Linked DNA regions of Pan troglodytes: all the other regions are linked to region 1. The links are chromatin contacts, called in public Hi-C maps. All regions are on one chromosome and are shown on one strand. The core of a region is the stretch at or near the end of the contact, and the rest is flanking DNA. Distances in the headings are between cores, read along the strand shown. Region 1 holds the start of IRS2 (insulin receptor substrate 2). Region 2 has its middle 520 kb from the start of IRS2. Region 3 has its middle 550 kb from the start of IRS2.

Evidence for each region. Hi-C and Micro-C count contacts between places; a contact is called where the count stands out from the background.
Region 2: a contact with region 1 is called in a Hi-C map of stem cell-derived neural progenitor cells, with 2.9 times the contacts expected there. The contact joins the enhancer-like site here to the promoter of IRS2 in region 1. A contact is called at or near these places in 1 of 7 Hi-C or Micro-C datasets (stem cell-derived neural progenitor cells) and 1 of 1 datasets of contacts at active chromatin or transcription factors (stem cell-derived excitatory neurons).
Region 3: a Hi-C map of stem cell-derived neural progenitor cells shows a contact between it and region 1, with 3 times the contacts expected there. The contact joins the enhancer-like site here to the promoter of IRS2 in region 1. A contact is called at or near these places in 1 of 7 Hi-C or Micro-C datasets (stem cell-derived neural progenitor cells) and 1 of 1 datasets of contacts at active chromatin or transcription factors (stem cell-derived excitatory neurons).

The regions. Positions count from the first base shown.
Region 1 is chr14:115,396,273-115,400,047 of NHGRI_mPanTro3-v2.0_pri, reverse strand. It overlaps IRS2 (insulin receptor substrate 2), which reads left to right and starts at 2,516. Exons shown (of 2, transcript XM_016925526.4): 1 at 2,516-3,775. The coding sequence starts at 3,083.
Region 2 is chr14:114,876,737-114,880,384 of NHGRI_mPanTro3-v2.0_pri, reverse strand. No RefSeq gene overlaps it. Among named protein-coding and RNA genes, the nearest start is that of IRS2, 520 kb to the left of the region's middle. Within about 2 kb of position 1,749, at least 7 of the 24 cell types and tissues checked have an H3K27ac peak or open chromatin away from gene starts, as enhancers often do. A contact at or near this core is called in stem cell-derived neural progenitor cells, where this site is marked.
Region 3 is chr14:114,846,359-114,850,038 of NHGRI_mPanTro3-v2.0_pri, reverse strand. No RefSeq gene overlaps it. Among named protein-coding and RNA genes, the nearest start is that of IRS2, 550 kb to the left of the region's middle. Within about 2 kb of position 1,963, at least 8 of the 24 cell types and tissues checked have an H3K27ac peak or open chromatin away from gene starts, as enhancers often do. A contact at or near this core is called in stem cell-derived neural progenitor cells, where this site is marked.

The DNA of each region.
Region 1 (3,775 bases), core at 1,267-3,766:
CTGCTGACACCTTAAAAACACTGGCCTTTAACACTAGGATGGCCCCAAGAAACAAGCAAACAGGAGAAGATGACACTTGCTAACGTGTGACAGGCATAGCAAGTAAATGTTCAATACGGATATGCAAATGCAACTTCATAATAAAAGTCAAAATGAAAAAGAAAAAAATTGCAAAATATACTTTCTCAGAAGAAACCATCACATGATGTTTAAAAGTGGTGGTTCCTTTAGCATTGTCTACTGATGGCTGGCAACATACAGGAACATAAAAGTGGCCCATTTACATCCTCATAAAAGTGGGATGTAAGTGATCACAAAGCCAATAAAACCACACCACATTTTCTTCAAGCACCAAGATAAGAATCCCTTCATCTTTTCTGACTAGACATATTGCTAGGCAACATTTGTGAACATAAGAAAAGGTAACAAGATCTAAAAAGAACGCCGAAGCATACTGTTCATAAAGGTGGCGCCCCCAACACACACAATCATACACACATACCTATACACACACAATCATACACAATCTATTATATAAACAAACACGCACACATGCACACATAGGTGCACAGACTTAACATGGCATTTCTTGAGGTATTATTTTTTTAAGGTATGATTTAAAAATGGAAGATCAACTTTAAACACACCTTTTTGAGGCACACTGGGTGATATTTGCCACAATGATTATTCTTCCCAAATTCAGGCTACTGATCAATAATCCTAACTGTATACATGCTAAAAATAAAAACGCTATAATCTTTGAACTAGTCAGGGCTCTCTTGGCACATAAAATTAGCCAACACAATCTTCAAGTCACATGTTACAAAAACATATTAAAATATATATCACTCTTTCAAAAATTACACTTATTTTCTCTTAGATTAAGATTTTATTACTTTTAAGATACTTCTATGAATTATAGAGGACATCCAAAAGTAAACATCCGGGACTTAAAAACAACCAATATTATAAGATAAATTATTGCTGTAAATTATTTCATGAAGGCACAATTAAAAAAAATAAAATAAACAGCCAAAGCCTGTTTTGTTGAGTTTTCTTCGTTGCGCAGGATCGGGAGCTTGCTGGGATCTGAACTCAGGAAGCCCTCGCCTCACCCTGACTTGGTCATTGAGGAGATGTAATTGCAGGGGTGCTTATTTGCTATAGGCTTTGAAAGTCACAAAAGCCCAGTAGATATATGAATTCGAAGCAGTTCTCCAAGGGCATCTCCAACTTGGCAGTCACCGCCCGCACCGCGCACACAGGTAGTGGACGCCCGCCCACCTGCCCGTCTGCTGGGCGCAGGGCGCTCCTGGGGTGGGGAGGGCGCTCCTGTGGGGGGAAAAGGGGCGCTCCTGCCTCGGAGGTGGAAAGGACGTCCCTGTGGAAGGAAGGGGGGCTCCTGCCTCGGAGGGGGAGAGGACGCCCCTGTAGAAGGAAAGGGGGGCTCTTGAAGCGGTGTGGTGAGAGGACGCTTCCGAGGAAGGAAGGGGGTGCTCCTGCAGCGGTGGGGGGAAAGGACGCCCCTGCGGAAGGAAGGCGGCGCTCCTGCGGGGGCTGGAGAGACGCCCGCGCGGTCTCCCAGCTCAGGGACCGCTGGCTCGCGGGTCCGCCCTCTCCCCAGCGCTATGGAAACCGCACTTTCTCCGCCTGCCGTCCCCGATCTCTTTCTCCTATTACCTCCCAAACGCGATTTCAACTTCCCGACAAGCTGACAAGTGAATGGCGCAGAGGACGCCCCGTAAAGCGCCCGCGAGCGGGTGGGACACGGGCGCCCCCTCCGCGCCCCTCGCAGCCCCGCTGTCCTCCACGGAAGGGCGCGCGCCGCTCTCGATCTGGAGCGCGGTGCTCGCGAACCCGCGGCCGCGGGCCCTGGAACCTCCCCGCGCTTCGCGGCTGCGGGGGACGGAGATGGGGACGGGAGACGGGGACGGGGAACCGGGGACGGGGAGGGGGCGCGCCCACCCGGAGCGCGGGAGCGGCCGCCCTCGCCCAAAATGGGGACCCCGCGCCCCGAGAGCACGGCCCGGCTCGCCGCCCACGCTTCCCCTGCAAGGCCGCAGCCCCCGCCGCCGATCCCGATCCCCCGCCCCGCCCAGCCGCGGCCCCGCCCGGCGCCCCCTCCCCGGCGGAAGCTCAAGCCCAATTAATTGAGTCCGAGGCGGGAGGGAAGGGCCCTGCGCGCCGTGGCCCGCCCCGCCCCTCTTCCGCGCCCCTTTTCCCGCCCTGGGTGGCATCTCCTCCGCCTGCATCCACAACAAGCCGCTGATTAATGAGGCCCGGGCCGCCCCCACCCCGCCCGGCCGGGCCGGGGCCTCCGCGGGAGGGGGAGGGGACGGCGGGAAACGCGGCCCGGGGAGAAAGGGGGGCGGGGCGGGGGCGCGCGGCCCGCCCCCGCGAGCGCCGCGCCGATTGGCCGAGCGCGCCGTCCGTCGGGGGGCGCGGCGCCAATGCGAGGCAGCGGGGCGGGGCGGCCGCGCTGTGTGTGCCTGCGTAACGCCGAGTCACATGTTGTTTTGCTCTTCTTAGTTCAGTCACTCGGTGCGCGATGTGTTACTCACTGTGCGGCGGGGACCGCGACGAGCCCGGGTCGCCGTTGGCAGCAGCAGCAGCAGCACCAGCAGCAGCAGCAGCCCCGGCGGCGGCGCGGACCCCGAGCGCCCGGGCGCACCCCGGCTTCCCGGAGCGCGACGCGGCGGCAGCAGCCCCGGTGCGGCCGCGCGCGCCTTAGGCTCGGCCCCGCGCCTCGGGGACCCCGACTCCCGGCCCAGCCAGCGCGTCCCCCGGCGCCGCCCGAGAGCCCGAGGAGGCAGCGGCCGCAGGCAGCCGGGGAGGGGGGCGGCCACCGCCCGCGCCGGGCATCCTCAGGAGCCCCAGAGCGCGGAGGGCGCGGCGCCGCCGAGCGGTGCTGGCCCCCGCGGGCCTCCCCGGACCTTCCCCACCGCCTGGGCCCGAGGGACGCGTGCTCGGGTGGGCGGCCGGGCGCAAGGGTGGGAGGGAGCCGCCCCCGCCCGCGCCCCCTCCGCCCCTCGCCCCAACCCCTGGGCGCCGGGCCCGGGCCGCGCGGCCTGAAGCGCCCGCGATGGCGAGCCCGCCGCGGCAGGGGCCGCCCGGGCCGGCGAGCGGAGACGGCCCCAACCTCAACAACAACAACAACAACAACAATCACAGCGTGCGCAAGTGCGGCTACCTGCGCAAGCAGAAGCACGGCCACAAGCGCTTCTTCGTGCTGCGCGGGCCCGGCGCGGGCGGCGACGAGGCGACGGCGGGCGGGGGGTCGGCGCCGCAGCCGCCGCGGCTCGAGTACTACGAGAGCGAGAAAAAGTGGCGGAGCAAGGCAGGCGCGCCGAAACGGGTGATCGCTCTCGACTGCTGCCTGAACATCAACAAGCGCGCCGACGCCAAGCACAAGTACCTGATCGCCCTCTACACCAAGGACGAGTACTTCGCCGTGGCCGCCGAGAACGAGCAGGAGCAGGAGGGCTGGTACCGCGCGCTCACCGACCTGGTCAGCGAGGGCCGCGCGGCCGCCGGAGACGCGCCCCCCACCGCCGCGCCCGCCGCGTCCTGCAGCGCCTCCCTGCCCGGCGCCCTGGGCGGCTCTGCCGGCGCCGCCGGGGCCGAGGACAGCTACGGGCTGGTGGCTCCCGCCACGGCCGCCTACCGTGAGGTGTGGCAGGTGAACCTGAAGCCCAAGGGTCTGGGCCAGAGCAAGAACCTGACGGGGGTGTACCGTCTGTGCCTGTCGGCGCGCACCATCGGCTTCGTGAAGCTC
Region 2 (3,648 bases), core at 500-2,999, 520 kb after region 1:
GTTATGCTGGCTTCTTCCTAGACTTCTCATTCAGCTCGGTGTGTGTGTGTGCGTGTGTGTGTGTGTGTGCACGCATGTGAGCATTCACCCCCTAGCTGCAGGTGTAAGGGATGCAGGGATGGAACTCTTCCATCAGAGGATCACTAAAGGCATACTAATTAACTTGTTCTCTTTTTTTCCTCTGAAATAATTTTTCTCTTGGACATATTGAGAAGTAAAAGATTTCATTTTTCACTGAAAAATAAAATGTTCATGCTACCAACAGCCTGCTTTGGATTTCCGAAAGATATCTGCAAGGCCAGGAAGCACACTGCAGCTAGGCTTAATGCTGAAGGGCCCAATCCTCCTTTGAACAAAGGAGCCCTCGATTTACGCCTCTATGGCCCATTTTAGCAAGTTCAATCTTTCCATTAACCCCTGGTAACCATAATGACTTCCTAATACCAGTAAATTAACAAATACCGGGGTGCCACCAAATGCATCCCTGAAGTGCCTTTGGTGTGGTCCCCGGCCTGCTGAAACGAAGCGTGGGCCCCGCCTTTGTTCTTCCCCAGGACTTTTCTTGTGGGCTCACAGCACTTTGAATCTCAAATGAGCTGCCTAATTAATCTCCACAACTATCCTGTGAGACTTGTCCATTATCTTCACTTTGCAGATAGTAACAATTTATAGGACTTGGCTGAGGTCACAGGAAAATTAGCATCAGAGCCAGAATAAAATTCTGAGTTCCTAAACCCCTTTCCTCTTATCCTGTTCCCTAGACAACATCATTTCATCCTCTTGGTATAAAATTAGTAAGTGTGGCGGGGCCGTATTGCATCGTAATGAACTACTGTTTGGTACATGTGACCTAGAGGCTAAGGGCTTTTTTTTTTTTTTTTTTTAAATGCACAGTCTGAAAAGGTACTGAAACAATTATTTTTGGAATATGTCTTACAGAATGGCTTTTAGACGCCATGTGCCCATTCGTCTCCATGAAAGGAAGGTCATTTACACAACCCACTGAACATCTCCATGGCTCAGGTAGTCCTGTGCCAGGACCTAGAGAAGACGCTGACCCTCAGGTGTTTTCTTTTTTGCTAATAAAGTGTGGGTGAAATGTGTTGGACTTGGTGCATGCTGCAATAATTGCAAATGAGATGACCTGCACATGAATTTTCTTGGTGTGATTTTGTTTGATCTTTCTCGGTGTGGTTCTGTAATGGCAAGAGACATCTTCCTCTGCATCAGAGTATGAACCATCTTAAAAGGCATTGCACGGCTGAAGCGCAGGTCTGTATTTTTTAGAACTAGCTATTTGACAGGAAAGGGTGTAAATCTACGTTGTGTTAATTCAATTCCACAAGCATTCATTGAACACCATCTAATGACAAGCCAGTGCCAGGGGCCGTGAATGGGGCTGGAGGCAGACACATTCCCAGGGTGACTTTAGAGTGGCCTCTCCTGTGTGCTCATTTGGAAAATCAGAAGGAAGATGACGCAGGTTTGATTCTGTCCGGCTCAGATGTTCAAGAACATTGTGATCACTTCAGATAATGTTTATCTTATTTATGATGTTGCACTGACACAGACTGCTAAGGCTAAATTCCTACCCTGTCTGTTAACAAGTAAACAAGTCCTTAAGCGGATTATGGGAACTAACTAAGGAGTAATTAGAAGCATTTTGTAAAGTCACTAGAATGGAATCCCAGGGTGGACCCTTTAGGAGAGGGAGAGTTCTTTGATAATGCAAACACATTCTTTAGATTCCAGTTTCCAGTGTGGTTTCTGGGTGGCAAAGTGACAGGAGCTTGCTTTGGAGAAGTGGAGCTGGCCTTAGGAAGGCGTGTTTGACTCTATTGACAATTATCAATCAGGAGCTAGATCTGGGTAGGACAGTTAGAAACACTGACATAATTCTTACTTTGTTTTGTTGGCTTTAAGAATAAAAATTTTAACATACAGATGATTATTCTATACTTTCAGGCTTATTATCAACCTGTAGCACTCAAAAGCTTTCAATTATTGTTAAGATATTTGAGTTAAATATCAAAGTAATAGGCATTACTTACATTTAGAAAACTGCAACCAATAAGAGGCATTTCATTTGTCGTGCATTTAACTTTTGAGACATAATGAATAGTTTCCTAAAACTTTTCAAAGCTGAATGTTATGGAAGAAACATTCTCACCATAACTCTTAAAAATTGCATATCCTTACAAGTGAATACCATATCAAAATATGAGAATCATTTCAGATATTTATTAACTACTTAAAACTGACAAATGGTAAACAGAAATGTCATTTCTTTCATTAGTACAGAGAAAGCTCCCTCACTCCTCCCAAATATCTATTGTGATGAATTGGTTGATTATTTTAAACAATGTAGTTGCACAAATAGACATTAATGTGAATGATGATAGCATGTCACTTCTGAGGAATTGCATTTAGGAGGTATGTGTATGACAGCTTATGTGTAATCTTCAGGCTTGTATTTATGCCACAAGAAAATAGATTTTCTTCAATGATTCACTTCATCACAGGTGGCCTACCTACCTGAAAGACATCTTCATGCCAAAGTCGGATGACTTTCTCATGCACAACTAACCCATATTCCCATAGGAATTGAAGAAGGATATGACTAATCAGTTGAAAACAGTTCTTTCATTTGTTTAACATGTCAAACTCAGGAACAAGCCCCAAGGTTCAAGTTTTACTGAAAGACTTTTACCATAGTGCTTTTTTGACATTGAAAAGAAAAACAGAACAATAAAAATCAGAAAGTCAACAATTTTTTCAGTGAAGAGACTCACAGAGATTGAAGGTTCTCTGAAAACATTCAGGCCCATGCATCATTTTACATATGAGAAAACTGAAGTCCAGAGGTGACAAAATTTGGCAAATCTACATAGCTAAAATGAAACCAAACAGACTCGTCATCCTACTTGGTGCTGGAGGGAGGCTGCAATCTGGGGAACTTGTTATCCAGACATCCCAGCTGTAGAGTGTGCTACTACATAGATAAAGTCACTGTGGTTAGTGTCTAGCCTCAGCTTTAAAGTTCTGGAAAATCAAATTTGTCAATATTCCCATGGTTATTTAGAGTTAGGGAAACTAATATAAATTCCAAAATATTAATTTATAAAAGAAAATATTGTGACTTTTCATGTTCTCTATGTAGAACATGCCCATGATCTTCCATAATCATCCTTATGACATGCAGCATCCTTACAATGACTGAGAAGTGGTAAATTTGGAAGCTTCTTAGGTGAGTGTCGAGAGGGCCGAGGAATGGAATGGTCTCGGGACATCTAGTCATCCCAATTTTACAATTGAGCTATAGGCTGATAACACCACTGTCTCTGTTCTCTAAATAAGCACGGCAAAACTGTGGTTTTCTGAATGTCCTTCATCAATAATCCAAGCTGGCTTTTTCACAGTTAGTGTCTAGATAAGGTTCAACAACATACATGTGGTTTCTCATGGTTGTATTTTATTTACATTGTATTCCCCCTTTCAGACCAATCAATCACCTTGATTGAAGTTCTGACTGTTGTCTTGCTAAGAATTCTTCTGGAACATGATCCCTTTTGCTTGTCTCTTCAGCTTGCTTGGCAACTTTCTACCCACTTTCCTCAAAATTCCAAGACATCAGACTCACCTCCAGTT
Region 3 (3,680 bases), core at 714-3,213, 550 kb after region 1:
CAGTGTTACAACACCTCCACTCACCAAAATACAAAACAAATGAATAGATTGTAATCTCACATGCTAAGTGCAATAATTGATACATATTGATGCACCTCACATGGTCTAGAGGTGGGGAAAAGATATGTGTTGGAAAATCACCAGAGAAGGAGACAGTCAAATTGTTTTTAAATAGTAAACAAAATCAAATATAGGTGAGGAAGAGGTGGTAAGAAGCAAAGTGCAAAACTAGGGAGAACCTGATACCACCCTCCAATAAATGGTTTTCTAAGAGAGAAAAGAATTTGTTTAAAATCCATGAACATAAGAAAATAAAGAGAGTCACACATGGCCTTATATTATTGTCAGGTAAAAAGGATGATAGGAGACATAGTTCACATTAATTCAAAGTGACATTTCCTATTTGAAGTAAGAAAGATCATTTTGAATTAATGATATTATGCAGCAGACGATGGCTACTTGTATGGGCAGTTAGGAAGAAGAAGAAAGGGAAGGGAACGGAGGAAGAGAAGTGGGAGAAAGATGAAGAAAGAAAATAAGAAGGGGGAGGCAGTAAACTCAGCTCAATTTCAATCAGAACAATGAAACTATTTCATAATGATAAGAACTGTTTTCCATGACAGCGAACTTTCCCACAGACCCTTCTCCAATCCATGTGGCGACATTGAGTTTGCTCTCCGTAGCCTTGCCCGTCTACAGACTCATTCCCCAAATACCACCTGCCATGTGTTAGGCTGTCAGGTAAGTGTTACCTACTCACTCCATCATGCTTCTGCTTCTTTAAGACTTTGCAGATTTTCCCTTAGCACAGAGCTGGACCCTCTGCAATAAAATAAGTTCCCATTTATTGCCAACATTCTTCTCCTTACTCACTTCACTATAACCATTCGTAACCGTAACAGATTTTCTCTTTCTTCTTGACAGATGAATTCTTTTTGCTTTTCTGATGTTGGTTTATATGACGGTTGTTGTGTGCTTACTCCTTTTATAGAAGCGGGAACAGAAGGGAGCAGGGGAAAGCGTTGTAGGAAAGAAACCCCCAAGAGTGCATAATAACCCGCCAACCTTCCCTTTCTCTCCCTCCTCTTTTAATGGTCCTGGTCTCCTGGCATCTACAGCCCAGAGAAAATGCAAACACATGACACTGGGCCTTACTGACTTACAAAAAATCCCAGGGAGTCGCAGCGCAATAATAGGTCTTATTATTCCTTAACATTTAATAAAGCCTGCAGTGATAGATGCTGAAAATAAAATAAGCTGGTGTGGTATCTGCTTTTTGAAAAGCTGAAATTCAAAAGACAGACCAGTGTAGGCAAATCATACAGATGGACAAAGAATTGAAGAAAATAGGAAGGAAGGGGATAGAGACAGATGGCTGACTCCATGGATTTTTTTTTTCCCCTCCAAGATAATTCTCCTGGCTAAGGACCCCAGGACACTCCAGAAAGATTTTTTTCTTTTCATTTTTCTTTTCTTTTTTGTTTCATTTGCTTGTTTGTATTTAATCAAGGTTTGCTGTAAACAGTGAAGCCAAGCTTCTCTTAATCACGCTTGCCATTAAGGGCTTTAAATACAAAACTCCTACTTAAAATTACAATTATACTTTGATGAAAAAATTTCCCAGCCCACTCCATTTTACATTTTTCCCATTGGTTTTCTAAAATAGGACTGGAAAGTGCTAATAGAGTGTTTTGGAACTCAGAGTTCTTTGTGGTTTCATAGTCTCAAAAAAAACCGGGCCTCCTTATTGCCTTATCACCACTAATCAGGGCTTATGTGTGACTTGAAAATTAGAACTTTCACACATGGCAGGCAGGAGACACAGAGGCACAGTCTCATGAAGAGATACCTAAGCATTGATGTGACTGCTAAGGACAGCATATTCCCCTGAACCCGTGTGGTTCTGGAAGCCCTCCAAGTTATTAATAGCGACAGTGACAGGGCTGTACATTCTATTGTTTCCTCATCGACGAGAACGGAATGTTAGGCGGTGGGGATTGTGGCATGGAAAGTATGTGAGCTGGCTGTGTTGCATTTCATTTTCTCCTTTCGAGGGCTTTCTGTCCTTTGTGCTTTTTACTGCTGCTCGTGGCAAACGCCTTAGTGGATGATGAACAAGAAATGACCTCATGGAAACAGTGTGGTGGTGACCCACAGCTGATTTAAAATAAGGTGGACAGATTTTGATCACCCTCCCAATGTATACAGCAGGAAAGAGAGACCTGGTTTCACTAGAGTTGGGTTGAGCCAGTCCTCCTATGCTGAGTCATTGGATTAAAATGCATGTCATGTCCTAGGCTAGCCTCAGATTTCCATCTGGTCAAAAAGAAAGCATTTTTGTTGCTACTGGGTTTGGGATTAGTGCAAAAAGGGGAGTTCAGATCTGGATGAACCAGGCCCACTTGTCCTCTCAGACAAAGCCAGGGGAGGAGCACAGAAACACACTTGGTACCCTGAGATGAGATTAAATGAGGAGGTGGATGAAAACCACCAAAGGTAGCTTAAAAAACATCTGAGCTCTCACAAAATAATTCACTCCTTCATTAGCTGTTAATGCATTTCTCTAATTGCTTATTCAAAAGGACATTATTTCTTCTTTGGTGTCCCGCATACACAGTTTTAAAATGCTTGCAGACGTTTTACCTGGCTCTTTGCATTAAATTATCTCATCAGTCGTAATTCATCTTCACTTCTCCGAAGTTTTCATGGCACAGGGCAAACTGGGATGTACCCTTCCTCCTCCTCTGTGTTCTATCAGTTATTTAATCTCATCTCCAAGCAACATGTTCTCGTAATGGCTAGATTTTGGTCTAGAACAATAGCCTTCCTGCTATTATTCTTTTACTCAACAGTCCAGATTGTTACGTACCCATGATCTGGAGCTCTGGACTTCTTGGTTTTGTGAACCGCAGGACTCCTGCAAGTCTACTGTGTTAGTCCGTTTTCACACTGTATTATAAATAAATACCTGAGACTGGGTAATTTATAAAGAAAAGAGGTTTAATTGACTCAGAGTTTCACACTGTTGGAGAAGCCTCAGGAAACTTACAATTGCGGAGGAAGGTGAGAGAGGAGCAAAGGCACGTCTTACATGGTAGCAGGTGAGAGAGAGAGACAGCAAATGAGTGAAGGGAGAAGAGCTGCTTATAAGACCATCAGATCTCATGAGAACTCACTCAGTATCATGAAAATAGCATGGGGGAACTGCCCCCATGATCCAATCACCGCCTGCCCACCAGGTCTCTCCCTCAACACATGGGGATTATGGGGATTACAATTTGAGATGATGTTTGGGTGGGGACACAGAGCCAAACCATATAATCTACCATGTCATAAGTGCTCAAAATATGGATTAATTGATTGCAACAAGAAGCCACGTTTTTCCTTTGCAATTTATCAGTTGGCAACTCATTCACTTCGAATATTTTTTTTTCTTTTCTCAGAATAATCAGAGGGAAAAGGTCATTATAGATGAAACAAGTACATAACAAATAAACTTGAAAAAAGTGACACTATCTGTCTAATTAGAATGGTTTTAATGGCAGTCTGTATTTAAAATGTGCAATGCAGCAGCATCTAAGGGCCTTTTTAATTGATTTGATTTCATGATTTTCCTAGATTTTATAAAGACTCATAAACCAATGTCTTAAATTTCATTTTACAGTTATTGCCTTAATTTT